Linked DNA regions of Mus musculus: all the other regions are linked to region 2. The links are chromatin contacts, called in public promoter capture Hi-C maps. All regions are on one chromosome and are shown on one strand. The core of a region is the stretch at or near the end of the contact, and the rest is flanking DNA. Distances in the headings are between cores, read along the strand shown.

What was found. Promoter capture Hi-C pulls out the DNA fragments that hold promoters and counts their contacts.
Region 1: a contact with region 2 is called in a promoter capture Hi-C map of pre-B cells, with 4 times the contacts expected there. The contact joins the promoter of Csde1 here to the promoter of Rbm15 in region 2. A contact is called at or near these places in 1 of 39 promoter capture datasets (pre-B cells) and 1 of 484 Hi-C or Micro-C datasets (muscle stem cells).
Region 3: a contact with region 2 is called in a promoter capture Hi-C map of liver, with 4 times the contacts expected there. The contact joins the promoter of Magi3 here to the promoter of Rbm15 in region 2. A contact is called at or near these places in 2 of 39 promoter capture datasets (liver and pre-B cells).

Annotation. Positions count from the first base shown.
Region 1 is chr3:103,017,792-103,022,286 of GRCm38.p6, reverse strand. It overlaps Csde1 (cold shock domain containing E1, RNA binding), which reads right to left and starts at 1,741. Exons shown (of 19, transcript NM_001161854.2): 1 at 1,618-1,741.
Region 2 is chr3:107,330,466-107,335,429 of GRCm38.p6, reverse strand. Rbm15 (RNA binding motif protein 15) reads left to right here and starts at 2,141. Exons shown (of 2, transcript NM_001045807.1): 1 at 2,141-4,964. The coding sequence starts at 2,350.
Region 3 is chr3:104,217,765-104,222,358 of GRCm38.p6, reverse strand. Magi3 (membrane associated guanylate kinase, WW and PDZ domain containing 3) reads left to right here and starts at 1,953. Exons shown (of 21, transcript NM_001159354.1): 1 at 1,953-2,714. The coding sequence starts at 2,393.

The sequences.
Region 1 (4,495 bases), core at 492-2,991, 4.3 Mb after region 2:
TGATCGACAGGCATGGCAGTAGTACATGCCTTTAATCCTGCACTTGGGAGGCAGGGACAAGCAGATCTCTGTAACTTCAAGGACAGCCTGGTCCACGGAGTTCGAGGCCAGACAAGGCTACACAGTAAGACCCTATCTCAAAAAAAGAAAAGGAAAGGAAAAGAAAGGGGGTGGGGAGGGCAGACTGAGCATTTTGGTAGCTTGAATTAATGCCCTATAATTTGGAACTTATTTTTTTAAAAAGTAGGTTAGAGCAAGCAAGCAGTCTAGACAGCCAGCCATTTCAAGGCTAACCTAGGTTGCACAGTTTAAGGCTATAACCAATAAACAAAAGAAAAACAAACTTGGCAGTTTTGTGAACTAGAAGTTCACATCAGCCTAACATAATGTCCAAACTCAACTACAATCTTTAAACATCCTTAGTTCCTTTCTGCCCGTCCTCCTCAACTGCTTAAACAGCACTATCTTTTTGCTCATTTTAGTTGCAGAACAAGGAAACTAAGTGGTTTAATAATGTTCAGAATGTTTTCTGCAGTGGAAAGTGTTAAGGAGTACTCCCTGCTCACCTGTGAGTCAGGTTGGAGACCAGCCACAAAGGTGTTTCTAAGGTTAACTCTTTAAAGCAAAAGAACCGGGGCACTAAGATTGGGTATGGTTGAAACGTTCGACGGTCAAATCTTCCAATTTAATTTGCTCTCCGACTGGGGCTCTCACACTAGATAGATACATGACAAAGCCAAGCCATTCATTGCACAATGTAGGCCAGCGCTTGCACCACGGAGGGAGGGCATCACGGAACTCTCCTAACGCATGCCATTTACCCCAGACAGAAAGGTGGGAGACACGTGCCTAGAACGGGGCCCGACTCCTTTTTCAAATGCCAAAGGACAGTTAGGTGTGGAGACCCAGCCACAAGAGAATGTGAGTAAAGGTGTCAATTCCGCCGCGCTAGGGTCAGATGTGGCTGAGGGAACAGAGGTGTCCCGCAGCACTTTCCCTAGATGGAACAGGGTCTCAACCCACACACAAAGAAGGCGCCACTGCCGCACTGCGCTCTGGTAGTCGTAGTAGTATCCCCAAAGCCAGTGACGGCCAAGACAGACAAGGTCCCGAAAAAAAGAACAGGCCCTTCTCCCCGGCCTCTTCCAGCTGCACACAAAGGACCGCGCCACCACCCCCTCACCCCTCCCGCCGGGACTTGTAGTTCCCTTTCCCCCGCCAAGCCGCAGAGGGGGAAGAGGACGGACTACAGCTCCCGGCAGCCTTCGCGCCCGAGCCCCGCACCCTCTGCCTCCATCTTGGCTGCGGTCGGAGTTTCCATTTTCGCTCCCTCCCCCCACTTCAGTCACCGACACCGACACCGACACCGCCGCTACCCGCACCCCCTGGCCTCACCTCCTCACTAAGGCTTCGCGGCCGGCCCTGAGGCCGAGACGGTTGAAGCCAGGGTGAAAAAGGGACGCCTGGAGTAGGAACTCACACTGAACTCTCCTCCATCCGGAATTCTAGGAGTGCCCACTCTGACACTCAGAGGTCCCTCCCGTTAACCTGAGTCTCCTCAGCTGTCTTTAACCTGGCTCGTTGCTACCCCCACTTTAACACTGAGGTCGTACTCACCCCAACAGCTCAGCGCCCCCTCTCCAGCGCCGCCATAAGCAGCACGGCCCGGTACGTAGGAATAAATCTCGCTTCTCTCGCGAGAGTTGCAGGCTCCGAGCGCGTGCACGGGAAGGTGGGGGGAGCGTGCTCTTAGTACGCTTGCGCGCGAGGGCTGAGTGACGCCAGCCGCTGACCTGCGTTTAGCCACACGCAAGCCGGTGACTCTTCTTCTCTACGTTCGCCCCTGGGTAGTGCCAGAAGCAATCTCTGCGTTTAGTGACTCTGCTGCGACGCTGGGGGCGGGGCGAAGGGTGAATTTAGGCGTTCACCCGGTGTTCGCGAGCCCGAAAGCTTTCAGCGACGAGGCTTGAGTAGGAAGGCCTTATGAAGTAGGAACAGTTCTGAGGGCAGATCCGGGAGTGTCGTGAATAAAAAGATTTCACTTTCCTCAGCCATAATCCAGGAGTCCAAATCGCAGTTTCTCTTTAGTCACGGGACAGGCTTTCTCCTGTCTCCTACATTAGAAGGGATTTCATTGCTTTAGAGAAAAGTTTTTAACAAAGTAATTTGTAAAGCTTTTGTCTTCCAGAAACTACATTGCTTGCGACAGACAAAAATAAGCGAGGCTGTATTATCAATAAAATCTAAAATTCCCCAAACCACTTTAACTGTCCGTTTCAGTTACCAGAAGATTTTTGTAGTGTGTCAGTCTGAATAAGTATTTAAAAGGCTGAAAGCAGGCTAAAAGCATAATTCACCTGACTGGAGTAGAGGAGTGGAATGGTTAGATCTAACCATTGCAAAGTTATTTAGGCTGCCCTGTCAATAATCTAGAAAACAATTACTTTACTTTTACTATCTTGTTGGTTTTTTATTTTTGTTTGTTTTTTGAGACAGGGTCTCACATGTAGCACATGCTGCCCTGGAACTCTGGGAAATCTGCCTGCTTCAGCCTAGTGGGATTAAAAGTGTGGACAACCATGCCCAACTTCAGTGGTCCTCTTAACCATTTTGGGTAAAGGGTAGCTCCCTGAGGACACTCCCATCTATTTCCTGCTTCTGTGGGAGAGGAGAACATTCTCATCCTGGTGTACTTTCCTTGCGGGGGAGAGACAGGGACTCACCCAGAACTTGCTGTGTAGATCTAGCTGGCCTAGAACTCATGAGATACCCCCCCCCCTTCTCCTGGCCTGGCATTAAAGGGGCGTGCCACCACAACCTGCCAAGTGTACTTCTTACCCATACTTTCAGTTGGTTATTCAGAGAAACTGCAGACCTCTGTAGACATAGGTAGGGCTTTCAGGGGAACAAATTACATGTAATAAAATAAAATAAGCAACAAATATGAATATTGTCCCCCCACTCTGTGTGTGTGTGTGTGTGTGTGTGTGTGTGTATTGGAGACCCCAGTATTGGAAAAGCCAGAGCCATGAGATACCTGCAAAGCTGAAAGGAGTTAAGATCTGAAGAGCCCTTTGACGTCAGACATGGAGATGAAGTTTGGAGTTTGCAAACTGGTTCTCAGTCTTGCTTTGCAGATTACAGTTAAGAGATTGCACAAATCTCAGAAAAGACTTTGAACTAAGTTGAGACAGTTAAATACTAGGGGGACTTTTATTTTTCCAGACAGAGTTTCTCTGTGTAACAGCCCTGGCTGTCCTGGAACTCACTTTGTAGACAAGGCTGACCTTCAATTCACAGAAATCCACTTACTTTCGTATACCATCACTCCTGGCCAAGTATGGGGACTTTTGAAATTGGACTGAATGCATTTCTGCATTATCATATGGCTGCAAGCCTTTGGGGGCCAGGAACTGGGATGTGGTAGTTTGAAAGAGAGTGGTTCCCCCTAAACTCTTAGGGAGTTGCACTATTAGAAGGTCTGGCCTTGTTGGAGCTGGAACTTCCCATGTAGACTATGGTAGTTTAGAAACCACAGAGATCTAACCGGCTTTGCCTCCCAGATCCTAATCCTAAAGGGCGACCCTACCCTTCCCTGCTCCCTTTTCTCTCTTAGCTTCCTTTATCAACCCAAGACCGATCTTCCCACAGGATGGAGCACAGGGATTGACGAGTGACACTTGTCTGTACAGAGATTCCGAGGCCTTGAGTTTGGGAATCTTCACCTAGGTAATACACTGCTCTTCCCCCTCCAACTCCCACTCTCTCCCCCTCCAACTCCCACTCTCTCCCTTCCTTTCTTCCTTCTTTTTTTTGACAGGATCTCTAAGAGTAGCCCAGACTTGTGTGGAGTGTGTCATAAACCTCCTGCCTCAGCTTCTCAAGTGCTGGGATCACACTCCTGTTCCTGTTCTACCAAGACAATCCTAAAACATAACCGTGGATTACTACTGTTTAGTTCTCTTGTGTTATTTGTGGTATATGTTGCCACCACTCCCTCTCTGAAGCCCCAGAGAGGCTTTGTGTATTGTTAGATAGTATATAATATTTACATGGGAGGAGCAATAAAGATAGGATGCAAGCATCAACTATCTTTTTGTATGTAGCTCCCATATACTATGTATCAAATAAAAATCTGTTTTCCAGCCGGGAGTGGTGGTGCAAGCCTTTAATCCCAGCACTTGGGAGTCAGAAGCAGGCGGATCTCTGAGTTCAAGGACAGCCTGGTCTATTACAGAGTGAGTTCCAGGACAGCCAGGGCTACACAGAGAAACCCTGTCTCAAAAAATAACAGAGAGAGAGAGAGAGACAGAGACAGAGAGACAGAGAGACAGAGAGAGACACAGAAAGACAGACTGCTTGAATTGTTAACTACTCTCTTTGTTCCACTCAGCTTCTCCTAATGAGAGCGTATCTTTTCTTAATAAATTGACTGGGATTCTGTATAAAAACAAGAGTTTTTATAAAGGGTTGGTGATATAGCTTGATGGTCCTA
Region 2 (4,964 bases), core at 892-3,391:
CTACAGTTTGTTTCCCAGGGGCCCAGATTGGTGACTCACAACCCTGTAACTCCAGCTTCAGGGGCTCTATCACCCTCTCTGGCTTCTCTGGATATTAGAACACTACCATACATACAGACATTCACATAAATATTTTTATGACAAAGTCTCGTTATACAGTCTTGGCTGGCCTAGTATTCACTATATAGACAACTCTGGTCTTGAATTTACAGAGATCTGCCTGCTTCTGACTTTCAAGTGGTAGGATTAAAGGGGTACACCATCATGCACTGCTAAATAAATCTTTAAAAGAATTTTTTTTCCCAGTACTAGGAATTGAACCTAGAGCTTCACATAGGTGTCCAAGGGTCCTGAGCTATGTCTCCAGACTTTTGTGTAGGGGTGGTTTTAAGACAGAATCTCACCAAGTTACCAAGTTACTCTAGCTAATGAAGAAAGCAATTGTGATCCTATCCGCAAGAGCAGCTGGGATACAGGTGTTCCAAAAGCCACATAACAGCTACTTTTAATATACAAATATGTCTATGCTTTATAGTATTTTGCGGTTTATAACTTACATATTGAGCTTCTTTCAAATCTTTTTGCTGTGACCAAGAGAGTTTGGCCCAACTGTTCACCAATTTCAGGGTTATATACCAACAAAACAAAACGGTTGAAATAGGGCTAATCAGGTTGCTGTATCTAATCTTCAAGTAGCTTATAAATTTAGAATTCAAGTTTTGGGGAAGGGCATTCTTATCACCTTGTAAAATGTCCTGTTTTAAAACACATTCTCTACTCAGTCTTAGAAGATGTAAATACCAAAATCTTTCTCATCTCTCCTAGGTACATTTTTGGGAAGACTGCAAAAAGCCTATTTCCTCTCACCAGGAGGTAAACGCTAGTGGGATAGACTACGCATCTAATCTCATGATCACCAGTATTACATAAGCTTAAGAGATTCAGGTGCATGGGGTCGCAGAGGTGGGAGACGGGAGGCGTTTAGACGGGAATCACGGTTAAAGGAGTCAAAGGAAGTGGATATAGGAGGGAGCAAGGTGGCCATGTTACTGGGTCCTACTATGGATTAATCGGAGTGCTGGAGTCCTAGAAACGAGATAAATGTAGTGTCCGCACAGTGAGAAGTGTGACACATTAAAGCAAAGCACAGCTATATTATGTCTCACACATCTTTTATAAATGCAAACCTTACAGGGATTCACAACATAAAGCAGGAAGCAAAAATCTGCAAGTGGTCCTGCAGGTCGGACCAGTAAGTGGGCTTGCAGGACACTGCGGGCCCTAAGGCGGCCACTGAGACTGGCCAGGGCTCCGCGGCGCTGTTCCCTGTGTCCGCGGGCGGGCAGTGACTCGGTACCGCCCAGGGCGTCAGCGTGACCCGAGGCTCTGTGAACCCTGAACTCACCGCCCCAGCGGGCCGCACAGACCGGGGCAGGCGTTTTCTCGCGCACGGGGGTGGGGCTTTTTCAGGCAGCTAACTAAGATGGTGTCGGCTGGACTGTCCGGGACAGCTGCCTAGGCGGATCGAGTGAGGGCCAGCAGCCGGAAGGACCACCGAGCCCATTGTCCCGCCCAGACAGGACAGTGAGGAGCCCGCAAGTTCCAGACTCGAAGGACCGAAGCACAGGCAAGTACGCCGTAAGGACCTAACAAATGTTTAAGAGAACGCCGAAAGCGCGGGGAGGCGGGCCTGACTCACTGTCACCATCTCGCGACAGCAAAGTGACGTCGCACAGCAAGCGCGTGGTCTTAGTCTTTCACCTTCAGACGCCTCAGTTTATGGGCCTACTCCTTTAAGTGAGTGATGGACAGCGCTTTTATCCAATCATGTTCCTCGTCAACATCCAATCAGATTTAAACTTTCTTCAGCCGCCGGAGAAGTTGGAAGACTGGGGTCGAAAGAGAGCGAGCGAGTGAGCGAGTGAGCGAGCGAGCTCTTTGTCTCTCGCGAGATCGGAGAGAGCCAAATTCTCAGGAAAAAACGCCTGAACTGATGTCCAGACTTCCCGATAGTGATTTAAAAGACGTGGCCACAAACCAATGAAAGGGAAGAGAAGGTGGGATCGCTGCGTTCGCCGTGCTAGAAGTACCGTTACAGGGCAGAGTTTTTGTCCAATCAACGCTTCTAGGCTTTGGGTCAGGTGACCATGAAGTGCGAGGGGCGGAGCTACAGCCTGGCGCGAGGAACCGTTAAGATAGACAACGAATATAACCAATGAGGTACTGGGATTAGGGCGTTGGGAACCCAATAACAGCGTCGGGGCGGGCGCCTTCCCGGAGCGCGGGGAGATGTAAAGACGGACAAATAGTTTTTCCAATGAGAAGGCTGAAGAGTGAATTAATTGACCAATGAGGTCTGCGGGGCGGGAGCCTTTGCCGCGGCGGAGTCCAAGATGGCGGCGTGCGAGTCCGCTGTGTGAAACGAGCGCGGGGTGGCGGGTTAGTCAGCTCCGCAGAGACGACCTCCGGCGACCCTCAACAATGAAAGGAAAGGAGCGCTCGCCGGTCAAGCCCAAGCGCTCCCGTGGCGGTGAGGACTCCAGTTCTCGTGGGGAGCGGAGCAAGAAGTTAGGGGGCTCCGGCGGCAGCAATGGGAGCAGCAGCGGGAAGACGGACAGCGGCGGGTCGCGGCGGAGCCTTCATCTGGACAAGTCCAGCAGCCGGGGCGGCAGCCGCGAGTACGAGACCGGCGGGGGCAGCTCCAGTAGCCGCTTGCACAGTTACAGCTCCCCGAGCACCAAAAATTCCTCAGGCGGGGGCGAGTCGCGCAGCAGCTCCCGGGGTGGAGGCGGGGAGTCACGTTCCTCCGGGGCCGCCTCCTCCGCGCCCGGCGGCGGGGACGGCGTGGAGTACAAGACCCTGAAGATCAGCGAGCTGGGGTCCCAGCTGAGCGACGAGGCGGTGGAGGACGGGCTGTTTCACGAGTTCAAACGCTTCGGTGATGTAAGTGTCAAAATCAGTCACCTCTCAGGTTCTGGCAGCGGGGATGAGCGGGTAGCCTTTGTGAACTTCCGGAGGCCAGAGGACGCGAGGGCGGCCAAGCATGCCAGAGGCCGCCTGGTGCTCTATGACCGGCCTCTGAAGATAGAAGCCGTGTACGTGAGCCGGCGCCGCAGCCGCTCCCCGTTAGACAAAGATGCTTACGCCCCGTCATCCAGCGTGGTCGGGACCTCAGTCGGTAGCCACCGGCACGCCCCTGGAGGAGGGGGAGGTCAGAGGTCGCTTTCCCCTGGAGGTGCTGCTCTGGGATACAGAGACTACCGGTTGCAGCAGTTGGCCCTGGGCCGCCTGCCTCCTCCACCCCCGCCACCATTGCCCCGAGAGCTGGAAAGAGAACGAGACTATCCGTTCTATGACCGGGTGCGCCCGGCCTACAGCCTGGAGCCGAGGGTGGGAGCTGGAGCAGGTGCGGCTCCTTTCCGAGAAGTGGATGAGATATCACCTGAGGACGATCAGCGTGCCAACCGGACACTTTTCTTGGGCAACTTAGATATCACTGTGACGGAAAATGATCTCAGAAGGGCTTTTGATCGTTTTGGAGTCATCACAGAAGTGGACATTAAGAGGCCTTCTCGAGGCCAGACCAGTACCTATGGCTTTCTCAAATTTGAGAATCTAGACATGTCTCACAGGGCCAAACTTGCAATGTCTGGCAAAATTATAATTCGGAATCCAATCAAGATTGGTTATGGTAAAGCCACACCCACTACCCGACTTTGGGTGGGTGGTCTGGGACCCTGGGTGCCTCTTGCTGCCCTGGCACGAGAATTTGACCGATTTGGCACCATTCGAACCATAGACTACCGTAAAGGTGACAGTTGGGCATATATACAGTATGAAAGTTTGGATGCAGCTCATGCTGCCTGGACCCATATGCGTGGATTCCCACTTGGTGGCCCAGATCGTCGCCTCAGGGTAGACTTTGCAGACACAGAACATCGTTACCAGCAGCAATATCTTCAGCCTCTGCCCTTGACCCACTATGAACTAGTGACGGATACTTTTGGACATAGAGCACCTGACCCTTTGAGGAGTGCTCGGGACAGGACACCACCCTTACTATACAGAGATCGTGATAGGGACCTTTATACTGATTCTGACTGGGTGCCACCCCCACCACCGGTTCGAGAACGCAGTGCTCGGGCTGCAACTAGTGCTGTCACTGCTTATGAGCCACTAGATAGCTTGGATCGAAGGAGGGATGGCTGGTCACTGGACAGGGACAGAGGTGATCGGGACTTGCCCAGCAGCAGGGACCAGCCAAGGAAGCGAAGGCTGCCTGAGGAAAGTGGAGGACGGCATCTTGATAGATCACCTGAGAGTGAACGGCCTCGAAAACAGCGTCACTGCACTCCTTCTCCTGACCGAAGTCCAGAACTGAGCAGTAACAGAGATCGCTACAACAGTGACAATGATCGATCATCTCGTCTTCTCCTCTTGGAAAGGTCTTCCCCAGTCAGAGATAGACGGGGCAGTTTGGAGAAGAGCCAGAGCGACAAGCGAGACCGTAAAAACTCTGCATCAGCTGAACGGGATAGGAAGCATCGGACAGCTGCTCCCACAGAGGGAAAAAACCCTCTGAAAAAGGAAGACCGATCTGATGGCAATGCACCCAGTGCCAGCACTTCTTCATCAAAGCAGAAGCCACCTTCCCAGAAACAGGATGGAGGGACAGCTCCTGTGGCAGCATCCTCTCCCAAACTCTGTTTGGCTTGGCAGGGCATGCTTCTACTGAAGAACAGCAACTTCCCTTCCAACATGCATCTGTTGCAGGGTGACCTCCAAGTTGCTAGCAGTCTACTTGTGGAGGGCTCAACTGGAGGCAAAGTGGCCCAACTCAAGATCACTCAGCGGCTCCGTTTGGACCAACCCAAGTTGGATGAAGTAACTCGACGCATCAAAGTGGCAGGGCCTAATGGTTATGCCATTCTCCTGGCTGTACCTGGAAGTTCTGACAGCCGATC
Region 3 (4,594 bases), core at 704-3,203, 3.1 Mb after region 2:
TAATTAATAGGTGACAGGCTTGGAGACAAAAGTTCATATGGATATGATGTGGAAGAGTAAACACAAAGAGCTCCGGACCTTGATAATAGACTGTCCAACTAGTCCTCAAACTACCACACTTAAACTTTATGTTAAAGATGTAATAAATGACAGTGTGCTCTAAGCTATTATTTGTCAGATGTTTTGTTCCTTGTTGCCAGAGCCATTCTAAACAGATACAGTTTAGGCAGAGCATTGTGTTTCAGTCTCAGCAAAAATAGAAGATGTGAAGGCAATCGAGTATTCATTCAGGAATTTATTAGTATTAACTAGTTGTCCATAAAACAAGTTAAATTTTTTTTTAAATTTCAGATGTTGGTCTATTTGAATGATCCACATGATGCCTGTGAAAAGTATTTACTCCATTGGGTTCCAGACGCTGGGCTTTCTCTACCCCCATCATAAGTGTGAAGGCCATCTGGCTTCCAATCCACTTGGCCAGAGGGAGCCTCAGCAGGATGGAGGGTGGTATTAAAGAAATGTAGTTTCTCTCTTGGGTGACTGCTCAGCAGACAATCAAGGACTGAAGGTTACAGTCTGGCAATCTCTCCATCAGGGTGTAGATAAAGGTCCTGTCTCTGCCTGGCAGGTCCCAAGCCTGCAGCTCCAGGGCTCCACTTCCCTTATTGTTTCTTGAGTCCAGCCCACATTTAGTGTTTTTATTTCCCCAGTTCAATGGTGTGAAGGAAATCACTGTAGCTGTCTGAAGCTTGATCTAGTTTGTAGAGCTCCTCGGAGTTTAAAATAAGGGCTATCATTAAAGGGAGTCAGAAGACATGCCCTGTCACAAAAGTGAGACAAGTGCCCCAGTTCAGAGAAAACACTTTCCAAGAAATACTGGACGACTATTTGGATGAGGTGAAACATTTACGAACAGAGGGCATTCCAAAGACGAGAAAGCACGCGTTCAATGAAGGAAGAAAAAAAGCTTAAGTGTTTCTGAAAAATTAGAGCTGGGAGAGATCTGAGGTCTCCCTTGTTCTGAGTCACTTCTTCCACCTTCTTACAAACAAGCAGACGCGAAGCAGAGATCTGGTCAAGGTCAAGCCACCAGTGTCAGGACTTAGCTCCGCAGGCACCAGGTTGTTTTTTAATCCATCTCCTTCCCGCTTTCCTCAAATGATCTTCTAGTCAGTCTCTCTCGCTAAGCTGCAGTCTCCTCGAGAGCAGGATCACTGTTTTCTTCATTCTTGGAGTTCAGTAGCTAGTGTAATTAATGATCTTCACTCTCAGCTTGTTTCCGACAGGCTGTCTAACTTGCCCGAGATCACACAGCATTCGAGCACTGGACTGTATTTTACCCTCAATTAACAGGATTTCGCCAATGGATCATTTAAGAACATTCATTGAACGAATTAACAAATTCAAACCCGTAGAATCCGTTTCAGCCTTAACAGGCCCATTTAGTGGCTCCACCGTTCGGAGTAGCTGGGCACTGGACTCCCAGGATCCAGGCAAAGCACTCCCAGGATCGCCTTCGGGCTCCAGCTCCGAGGCCCCGCCCCCTGCCCAGCTGGGCACGCCCCACCTTGGGGACCAGGGTCCTTTCAGTGTTTGAGTTTCCCTTGGCTCCAGCCCCTGGCTGGAGGGCCTCTCCCCTCTAGGCGACCTGTGCCCGCTCCCAGACCAACCCTCTCTTTTCCCTCCCCCTTCTCCCTCCCTCACACTCTAAACTTCTTTTTTCCTCCCTCTCTAAACTTCAGTCATTCTAGTGCCCGCCTCCTCTACTTAGACCACCCAATCAGAAATCAGCATGCCCGCCGAGGGCCGCCCCCAGCTGCCAGAACCCAATCCACGGTGCGGAGCCGAGAACTGGGCGGGTCCTCCGGAGCAGAGCTGGTGACGGCAACGCGCCGGGCGCTGCGCTGCGGGAGGGGGCGGGGCCGGGCCGGCGAGGGCGGGGGAGGGGCCGAGCGGGGAGGAGGTTGCGGCGGGTTTGAAAGCGCCAGTTTCCTGGCAGCTGGGGCAGGCGTTGGTCTCGGCGCTCCGGCTCCGCAGCAGCCGCGCTCCAGCGAGCGACTAAGCTCGGTGCGCGCGTACCGATACGAGCCTCGGTTCCAGCCGCTCCCTCAGCTCCCGCCCCTTTGCCTCAGCCTTTCCCGCCGCGCGGGCGCCGAGTCCCGGCCGTCGGCGCTGACCCCGCCCGGAGACCCCGCCGGCGCCGCCCGCGGGGCGCGCGCTCCCTCCGGCTCTCCTCAGCGGCCCGCGAGAGGGGCGGCTCGCGGCGGCGCGCGGCCGGCGGGCTGAGGCGGGGGGTCGACGGCGGCGCCCCTCTGGCCGGGCTGTGCGCGGGGCCCGGAGCGGCACCGCGGCCGCCCGCGCGGGGGCTCCCCATGGTGCAGCGGAGGTCGGGATGTCGAAGACGTTGAAGAAGAAGAAGCACTGGCTCAGCAAGGTGCAGGAGTGTGCGGTATCCTGGGCCGGGCCCCCGGGCGACTTGGGCGCCGAGATCCGCGGCGGCGCCGAGCGCGGCGAGTTCCCTTACCTGGGGCGGCTCCGCGACGAGGCTGGCGGCGGCGGAGGCACCTGCTGCGTGGTCTCGGGCAAGGCGCCCAGTCCGGGCGATGTGCTGTTGGAGGTGAACGGGACGCCGGTCAGTGGGCTCACCAACCGGGACACTCTGGCTGTCATCCGCCACTTCCGCGAGCCCATCCGTCTGAAGACGGTGAAGCCAGGTGTGTGGTCGCCTTGGGGACCCGGGTCCTGGTCCGACTCCCCGGGGAGGAGGGGGGAGGGGGCGGCGCCGGGGTTTCCCATTTTGCGGCTAGTAAAACTGAGCTCGGGTGAACCGACAGCTGTGTAGGCTGTCAGGGAATTGGCACTAGGAGCTGGCTTTCCTAATCCAGCTCGGTCTCCCACCGCATCAAGAGTTTTTATTTTTATTTTTATTTGCCTAGAGAAGAGCCATCTCTTTTCTTCTCCCCTTTGTGGAAACAGTCCTATGATGATAATCTTTTCTTTGGAACGTATTTGCGTCTTCTAACGGGGAGAAAGGGCTTTACTATGGAGACTCGGCGCCGGATCGAGGGCCGAGGTTACCACTGAAAGCTCCTGGGAGGGCTCAGCTGGCCCAGTGCGTCGTGCACGACCGCAGACGTCTGGGAGCTGACAGTCCCACTCTGTGGGTCTAGGTGGCTCAGGTGTCTGAGTCCCAGTGAGGTACAGTGTGTGGTATGAGGCAGTGGAGCTGTTGTGTCGTCTGGATTTGGAAGGAGGACCCAGGTGCCCAGCCGAGCAAATGCCTTTGTAAAGCTTTCAAATCTACAGTATTTGTTGAAGCGCAGGGTAAAAAAAAGAACCCCTTGGTGCCCTGGTGTCTTTGATGCTCGTAAAATGTGCTGCAAAGCATGTTACGCTTATGGCATACTCCCTAGCTGGAAAGCATTGATCAGACTGCGCAGTCTGGTCTGGTAGTATGTAGTAAGTTTTCTTACGAATTTGTAAGAGAAAACACTGTTGGACCTTTCGGTATTGGTAAAATATGGTTCTGGCTTCTGAGGTGGTTGTAGACATGGGCATCGTGATTAATCATTGTTACTAGAAATCAAATTGTTTCTGCTGAACGTAGATACGGTACATCTGAACATATGGGGCTGCCAAACTGACTTGGGCTAGATTTTGGTCTTCCCCGTTCACTACAAAATGCTAGAAATTTCTAGAAATTTTAACACGTTCTCTCTCCCTCTCCTCCTCTTCCCTCCCCCCACTTCTTCCTCCTCCCTCCCTCGATCTCCCTCTTCCTCATCTTCAGCTCACTTTAGGACTGCCTCTTAAGTAGTCCTTGAGCTAATTGCAACTGATGGTTTGATGCAATATCCATGTGTTGTGGGTATGTGACATAATCTTACTAGTTTACATGAAGGTACTTTTCATATAATCTATTCTATGATACTATTAAGATTTGTGTGTTTATGGGTTTTTCTTACTGTTAATCTTTAGAACTTTGTCAAACTATAAATACCCTTTCTGTGTTTTTGAGGATTGTAAGATTCTTAACTCTTAACTTTTAGAACTATATGTAAAGGGTGGAGGGAACACTTTTGGGGCTGTAATTCGGTGTGTTGGTTACTGTTTATAATATTCAAAATACTATACATTTACTAGCCCAGGTAGGACTTAGGTCATAGGTTCTCAACCTGTGGGTCTCAACCCCTTTGGGGGTTGTGTATCAATTATCTTGCATATCAGATATTTATATTATGGTTCATTGCAGTAGCAAAATTACAGTTATGAAGTAGCAATGAAATAATGTTATGTTTGGGGGTCACTACAACATGAGGAACTGTATTAAAGGGTCACAGCATTAGGGAGGTTGAGAACCTTTGACTTAGATGAAATCCCATGAGCCAGCAGATAATGAGAATATGTGCATCATTGCTCTGTTTTGTTTTGATCAGTTGGGGCATTACTGAAGGAATAACAGTCATAAAGTTGTTGAGGAAGTTGTTATATTCCAAATCACTGTGGTTTGTTTAATAGATGAGAGGGTTGGCTCTTTAATAAACACCAATCTGTTATATACCTTTCGCATAAAATTGGAGAAAATACTTCAGGG